Regions from separate parts of the Rattus norvegicus genome. Here region 1 is linked to region 2. A link is a contact called in public Hi-C data. All regions are on one chromosome and are shown on one strand. The core of a region is the stretch at or near the end of the contact, and the rest is flanking DNA. Distances in the headings are between cores, read along the strand shown. Region 1 has its middle 12 kb from the start of Ctrb1. Region 2 holds the start of Znrf1 (zinc and ring finger 1).

What was found. Hi-C and Micro-C count contacts between places; a contact is called where the count stands out from the background.
Region 1: a contact with region 2 is called in a Hi-C map of mammary epithelial cells, with 2.8 times the contacts expected there. The contact joins the enhancer-like site here to the promoter of Znrf1 in region 2. A contact is called at or near these places in 3 of 12 Hi-C or Micro-C datasets (the A7r5 cell line, Schwann cells and mammary epithelial cells).

The regions. Positions count from the first base shown.
Region 1 is chr19:56,553,054-56,556,481 of GRCr8, reverse strand. No RefSeq gene overlaps it. Among named protein-coding and RNA genes, the nearest start is that of Ctrb1, 12 kb to the left of the region's middle. Within about 2 kb of position 1,556, at least 14 of the 93 cell types and tissues checked have an H3K27ac peak or open chromatin away from gene starts, as enhancers often do.
Region 2 is chr19:56,404,160-56,407,794 of GRCr8, reverse strand. Znrf1 (zinc and ring finger 1) reads right to left here and starts at 2,067. Exons shown (of 5, transcript NM_001401080.1): 1 at 1,008-2,067. The coding sequence starts at 1,431.

The DNA of each region.
Region 1 (3,428 bases), core at 307-2,806, 150 kb before region 2:
ACAATAGAGTTTATTCAGGCCCTGGGGAGGGGACTTAAGAGGGTAGGAGGGGCAGAGAAAGGCAGAGAGAGAGAGAGAGAGAGAGAGAGAGAGAGAGAGAGAGAGAGAAGAGGCCAGCCTTGAGCACGTGGAGGGGGTGGGGAGAAGGAATGGGGAGAGAGTGGGGGCAGGAGCAAGAGGGAACAAGAGAGAGAGGAGGGGGCAAGCAGCCCCTTTTATAGGGTCAGGCACACCTGGTTGTTGCCAGGTAACTGTAGGGCGGAGCTTAGACAGAATGCTAACACCTCCCACTAAGGATCCTCTCTGAGTGACATCCAGAGGGGACTTGGAGGAACTGGATGGGAACCAGGAGGTGATCTTCCCATTGTCCCTTGCTCCTCACTTGCACCTGACTCCTGTATTCTGAACTGGAGAAGCTGTTTGAGGAAGGCCTGGGGCCGGCACCTCTTGCCCAAGGTGTCAGAGTGAGGAGAAACAGCAGGTTCAGGCCCTCCCCATTCCATCCTCCCACAGCCCATCCCCAGCCTCTGCGGAGACCGGCCTCAGCCCTGACCATGGGTCCTGGTTCACATCTGCTTCCTCTCCATTGTCTCTGGGTCGTTGTGGGTGAGGCAGCCACAGTCGTACGATCCCAACTTGCTGGTAAGCGTGGTGCTGGGCTCCTTCTGTATTTCTCAGAGTTCTTCATAATACTTTTTATCTTCTCTGAAGAATATTAGATGTTCTGATGGTATGGAGTTTGAGGCTAAGGCTGCCTGGAAAACTTAGTTATTAAGGTCATGAAAACAGCCTTGATTCGGGGTGGAATTTGTGAAAAGAAGTAAAACAAAAGGAGAATGGCCAGAGGAGAAGCAAGACACCTTGAAGATTGCAATCAGGCCAGAGTGTTAGCATTTAGTCTAGGCTCCGCCCCACTGTTACCTGGCAACAGCCAGGCGGGCCTGACTCACTATAAAAGGGGCTGCTTGCCCCTTCCTCTCTCTCTTGCTCTCTTGCTCTCCCTCCTTACTCCTCTCTCCCCATTCCCCTCACCCTTCTCTCTCCATGTGCTCATGGCTGGCATCCCTCAACTCTATCTCTGCCTTTCTCTACTACCCTCTGCTACCCTCTCAACTCCCCTCCCATGCCCTGAATAAACTCTACAATATACTGTTGTGTGGCTGGTACCTCAGGGGAAGGAGTGTCTCCGCATGAGCCTGCAGAGGCACCCCCTCCCCCCCACACCATTCCCTCACACCATATCTCTCCTCCACCAAACATATTCCTTCTCTCCTTATTTTTATAAAACACACGCACAAAAAAGGCATACTCTGAGCTGTGTTTTATAAAAAGATAAGAGAGGAAGGAATATGTTTGGTAGAGATGCCGTAAGATGTGGGGGAAGGGGTGTGCCTGTCGTAGCGTCTCCTATCTCTGTCACCAAACACCGGGCAGCGGAGTTGAGAGAGAATGTGATGTGGAGAGCTGGGGCGGGAGACTGAAAGCTGGGGTTAGGTAGGGGCAGCGTCTCAGCAGTGTCCCAGGCGGGGCGCAGAAGCGCAAGGGGGTGGGGCGAGACCTGCTCCTCCCTCCCCCCCAGCAGAGCAAGCGGCTACAAGCCGCAGCAGGGCAAGAGAATGAAGCGGGTAGGGGAAAGCCAACGGATCGCTAGCAAGAGAGTTGTTTTTAAAGTGCCAGTTAAGTGGCCATGTAGAGATATTGCTTGCTGGGTACTGTGAATTAGACCTGGAAATGCCCCATTAGTAGGGACAAGGTGGTAAAGACCAATCCATTGGGTGTGGAAGTTATTAAAAATGTTCCTACCAGCATCTCGAGAACAAAATTTAATAATAAACAAGCAAACAAACAAACCAGCCAGGTCTAGACCCATCGATCACTCAGAGGCTAGTGTCTCAGTCTGAGTCCAGGACTCACGGGGGAAAGCAGTCTGCCTAGGCTAAGGTCTTCTCTACTGCAGCAAGAGAAAACTCCGTTTCTGAGGTTAGGGGACGGGTCCCCCAAGGGTTAGAGGGTCAGTGAAAAGACCAGTCATAAAGGCTGGATGTCTCTGTCCTCAAGGGCAGCACAGGGGTGGCTCCAAGCTCAAGAACACTCTCTGGGACCAGGGGATGTTTGCGCTGACCAGCGGGGGAGGGAGGTTACCAGTTCTCTGCAGTTTGAGGGGTAGGTGTAGCGATTGATGGCTCTCCATGTGGAAGCGGTACGAACCTTCAAGTTTCTAATCCGAGTTTTATAAAAATACGAGGGAGAAGGAATATGTTTGATGGACGTGCAATTTGAGGCATCCCTTGCCCCTGAGGGACCAGCCATACGACACAGTATAGTATAGAATAGAGTTTATTTAGGGCATGGGGAGATGTGATTCCGAGGGATATGACACCCTCTTCTGGCTCCTCAAGCACTGATACTCACATAGGCATACCCACACATACACACTTTATTTTTTTTTTTCTTTATTTCGGAGCTGGGGACCGAACCCAGTCATACACACTTTAAAAAAGAGTTCAATCTTAAAAAAATGTTTATTCTTCGAGAATGTCATATGATGTATTTTGTTACTATCCACCCCTTTCTCAGATCCCCACTCCCGTACACCAACAGTGCCATTTTGTAAAAAAGTCCCAGCAGCTCCAGAAGGCTCTTGGATCCAGAGTTAAGGACGCGTATATTATTATTTCTATAGATTTTTATATACAAATAAATGTAAAGTGTAATTAATATAAAAACAGTTCCCTCCAGGCGAGTCCCAATGTTCCTTCTGGGGGAGGTTGCAGTTCTGAGATGGGGCTGCCACCTGGTGGTCAGTATGAAAATTGCACAGTCATTTTCGAACCCAGCTCTGTACCTTACCAGAAAGAAACAGGTGAATTAATTTTAATAATGTATTTGCCCCAATATACTCAAATATTACCATCCCAACATTAAACCACTTGAATTTTGTTTTGAAATTATGGATATCATAGCTTGTACGAGAATTCTTTGAACCTGAGTGCAATTTGTATTTCTAACACATCTCTCTTTGCAAGCTAACGTTTCATCCAATACACTTGCTCTGTACTTAATTATTACAAAATTTACACTTGAAAGGCAGACTTGAGGTGGTTGTGGTGTCTAATGTATTCAATCCCAGCACTAGAGAGGCTGAGGAGGGAGGGGAGTGGGGTTTAGTTGGACGCAGATTACCCTGAGTTCAAGGGTAACCTGGGCCTGGAGAGATGGTTCAGGAAGCAATTAAGAGCACTGGGCCCTTCCACCAGACCTGAGCACCCACGTGGGGACTCACAACTGTCTGTAATTCTGGTTCCAGGAGATGTGATGCCCTATTCTGAAGTCAAGGCCAGTCTGCGGCATGTAGGCTTGAGTTACAACACGAACCTGTCTCAAAACAGAAAAACAAAAACCCAAAGAAAAGAAAAACCAGACTCATA
Region 2 (3,635 bases), core at 818-3,317:
AACAAAAAGCAAAAAGCAACCTCACACCCCTTTTGACCAATTTTTCAGCGCCTGCCCTGGCCTCTCAGGACAGCCAAGCAGACAGACCTGTTTTCCTCTAGAAGTCTCTGCCAGGCCTTTTTTTTTTTTTTTTTTTTTTTTTTTTTTTGCCCTACCAGTCAGGGCCTGGGAAATCCCCCTCCAGCCTTTTCCTGGCCTGTCACCAGAAGTGCACAGAATGAGTTCATCTAGATCCTTTCAATCTTCCTCTTCCCCAGTCATGTGCCAACTGCTGGGCCATAACACCCCACCTTTCCTGTGCTCTATGGGGGAAAAAAAAAAAGATGCAGAATCACGGGAAGAGCAAGCACTTAGCAGGAGAAAAAAGATGGAGGGATGTGACAGTCCCTGAGCCAAATCTACTGCATGCAGCAAGAGAGACCAGAATCCTGGCCCTGCAAACCCAAAGAAGGAGGCTTTCCACATAGCAGACCACACCTGTCTAAGCCACCTCCTGTTCCATTTAAATCAATTGATACAGCAAACCAGTCGGGTGGAAAAACTAACCATCTCCCTTCCCTAGCAAGGCTAAGAACCCTAATCCAAGGATCGTTTGTCCCTAGTTTTATTTCTTTTCTCACTCTTTGTTTAGGAGACACTACCTCCCTAGCCAGAAAGGTAGGCATCATGCTGCAGTGGCAGAAATGAAGAGTGTCAGACAAGAAGACCTTTGAGGATCATGATGCTAATAAATGCGACCTCGATGGGCAGGTTTCACTCAGCCATCCACAAGTGAGCACACGCCTGCAGTCCTAAAACACCCGGCTCCACAAGCCTGGTAGGCAGCTTTTCCCCTAGGCAGTAGTTATCTTATTTGATCCTATTCATCCTCTGACATGGAGGGAACCAGGGGTAGGGCAGGAGTTAGCTTCATACCCATACCTTAGCATACTAAGAGGTTTCAGGCGGCCCGACGCGCCCTCCCTTGCACTCCACCCTTCAAGGCCTCCGTCAACCCGAGGACTCACCACTGTGCGAGCTGAACCACCTGGGTGCGATGTGCAGAGGTAGAGCATCCGCCAGCGAGGCTCGGGAGCCCAGGTACAGCATCCCGTCTCTATGGTGACCGCCGCCGGTCTCTTGGTAACCATTGCCGTGGGCATAGGTGGAGTCCGACGTGGACCCTCCGCCGCCCGGCGCCCTCTCTGAGTCGCCGGTCCCGCGGGAGGCGGGGGTGTAGAGGCTAAAGGGCACCCCTCCGGTCGTGCTGGGGTCCATGCCCATGCCTGCCACCGAGCTGACCGAGCGACTGCGCAGCCCCATCGCCCCGCCGCCCGTCCGGTAGTGCCCAAAGTGGGGCGCCCCTCCCGGCGGCGGCACGGCGCTGTCATCGGTAGAGACCCCCGGGAAGGGGCCCCGAGACCGGGCCGCCGTGCTCTGCTTGCCCCCCATGTTCGCCGGGGCCCGGTGGGGCGGGAACGTGGAGGCCGAGACCCTCCCCCACCACTCAGAAGCGGGTGGAGAGCCGGGCGAACATAAAGGCGGGGGGTTGGGGGAGTCACAAAAGAGCCCCGAGGAGAGAAAATGAAAAAAGGAGAAGGGAAAATCCTCAAAAAAAAAAAAAAAAAAATCCGCGGGGTGGAAAAGGCAAGCGTGCGGGGACCCCAAACTAAGAATTTCAAACTGTCCAAGCCGAATGCATGTTCTTCTTAAGGTCCGAAGACGCGCGGTCCAGAGCGGGCGCCTCGCGCCACAGGCCGCCCCCGGGCTCGGGAGCCTGAGGAGCCGCAGCGAAGATAGGGAGGCGCCGGAGGAGGCCGCTCGCCCGCCCGCAGCAGGAAGCGGCGAAGGCTCGGAACGACGCGCGCGTTCCCCGTCTCAGGACTCGACGACCGGCGCCGGCGGCCCGCACTCCTCCAGGCTTCGGGAGGGCTCGCGGCGGTGGGGCAGCCAGGCGGAGCTCTGGAAGCCGCGGTCGCGTGGTGTCGCGCTCCGGCTCCAGCCGCCGCCGGCCCCGCCAGCCAGCCGCGCCGCCCCGCTCGGTCCCGGGCTGCGCTCGCCGGCGCTCCTCGCCGCCGTGGAGACAATGGAGGGAGGCAGAGCGCACGCGCGGCCCGCGCCCCCTCCCCCCCCGCCGGGTTAACCCCTTCGCGGCCCCTGCGGCGCGGCGGCTGGCTGCGGCCCCGGAGGTCCCCACCCACCCACCGCCTGCGCTCCGGGCCGGTCGGAGGACCGGCGGCCTCCAGCCGCGGGACGTCTGCGACAGAGGCCAGACTTCCTCTGGAACCAAGCACTGCTGGAGTCGCGGCGAAAGTCGAATCACTATATTCAAAACGAAACCCTTCGTGGGGGGAGGGGCATCGACGGTTTTAGCGGGTAGGGAGGAAACACCAAGAAAGAAAACCAACTAATAAGCCTACCTGGGTTTGAGGGTCATTGGGCGAGCTCCCCTCCAGCCACAGACCTGCCCTCACAGCACCCTCTGGTGGATGTGCGATCCATTCCTTTGAAGGATCTCCATCCAAGGACCCCAGCCAACACTAGAAAGTTTAGCATGAGGGGTAGGGGGTAGCTTGGATCCAAACATCAGGAGTCTTAACATTTGGGATTAGCGGGTCTAAATCGATTCCTTAGGCTAGAATATAATCCTCAAAATCAATAGATAAAAAAACAAAACAGTAGAATAGAATCATGCAGCTAAGAAGTGGGTGTAGAAACTCCTTGCCCAAGGCCGGTTGCTGTTTTGTTTACCATGTATTTTGAGGGAGAGCCACAAGGCAAGGACACAGTACGCAAATATTTGTTGACCAAATTGCGTTTTGCAACAGAGACTCACCTTTCCAGGTCAACCCCAGTCTTTCTCATATATTCATTTTGCTTATTTATTGAGCAAATAATTTTTCAAGTACTCAGCGCTGAGCACCGTGTCACTAGCCTAACTTCCTCTTGTCACTCTGTCAAGTATGCCAGGTACTTCCAAAAATGGAGTTGGAGAGACATAAAAAGGGCTACTAGACCAGTCTCTTCCAGCGTGACCTGCCTAGAAGGCCACAGGAAGATGTCCCGAACAAAGAAAATTAGTTTCATAAGAAAAACTAATGCAAAAAATATCATGGCTGTGGTGCACACTTTAATACCACCGTTTGAAAGGCAGAGGCAGGGAGATCTCTCAATTTCATGCCAGCCTGGTCTACAAAGCAAGTTCCAGCACACCTAGGGCCACAGAGAGAAATCCTGTTTTGAAAAACTGTGTGTGTGTGTGTGTGTGTGTCTGTATCTAGGGGCTGGAGAGTTGGCTTAGGGCTTAAGAGCACTTGTTCTTGCAGAGGCCCCATATTCATTCCTGTGATGATTCACAACCATCCATAATCCCAGATGCGTGATATACATACATGCATACAGTCAAGGCATCCATCTATAAAAACTTAGTAAATTTAAAATCTTGTAAATGTAAATATAAAACAAACACACAGATAATATCCGGAATATTATCTGTGTCTCAATCAGGAATTTGTGCACTTCTAAAACTGAACTGAGTGATCTGAAGAAACTAAAGAAACTTCCAGAGGCTGGAGGGATGGCTCAGCAGAAGGTCCACTGCTCTTGCAGAGGACCTGAGTCTGATTCATAGCTCCAATTCCAAGGAATCTGGTGAC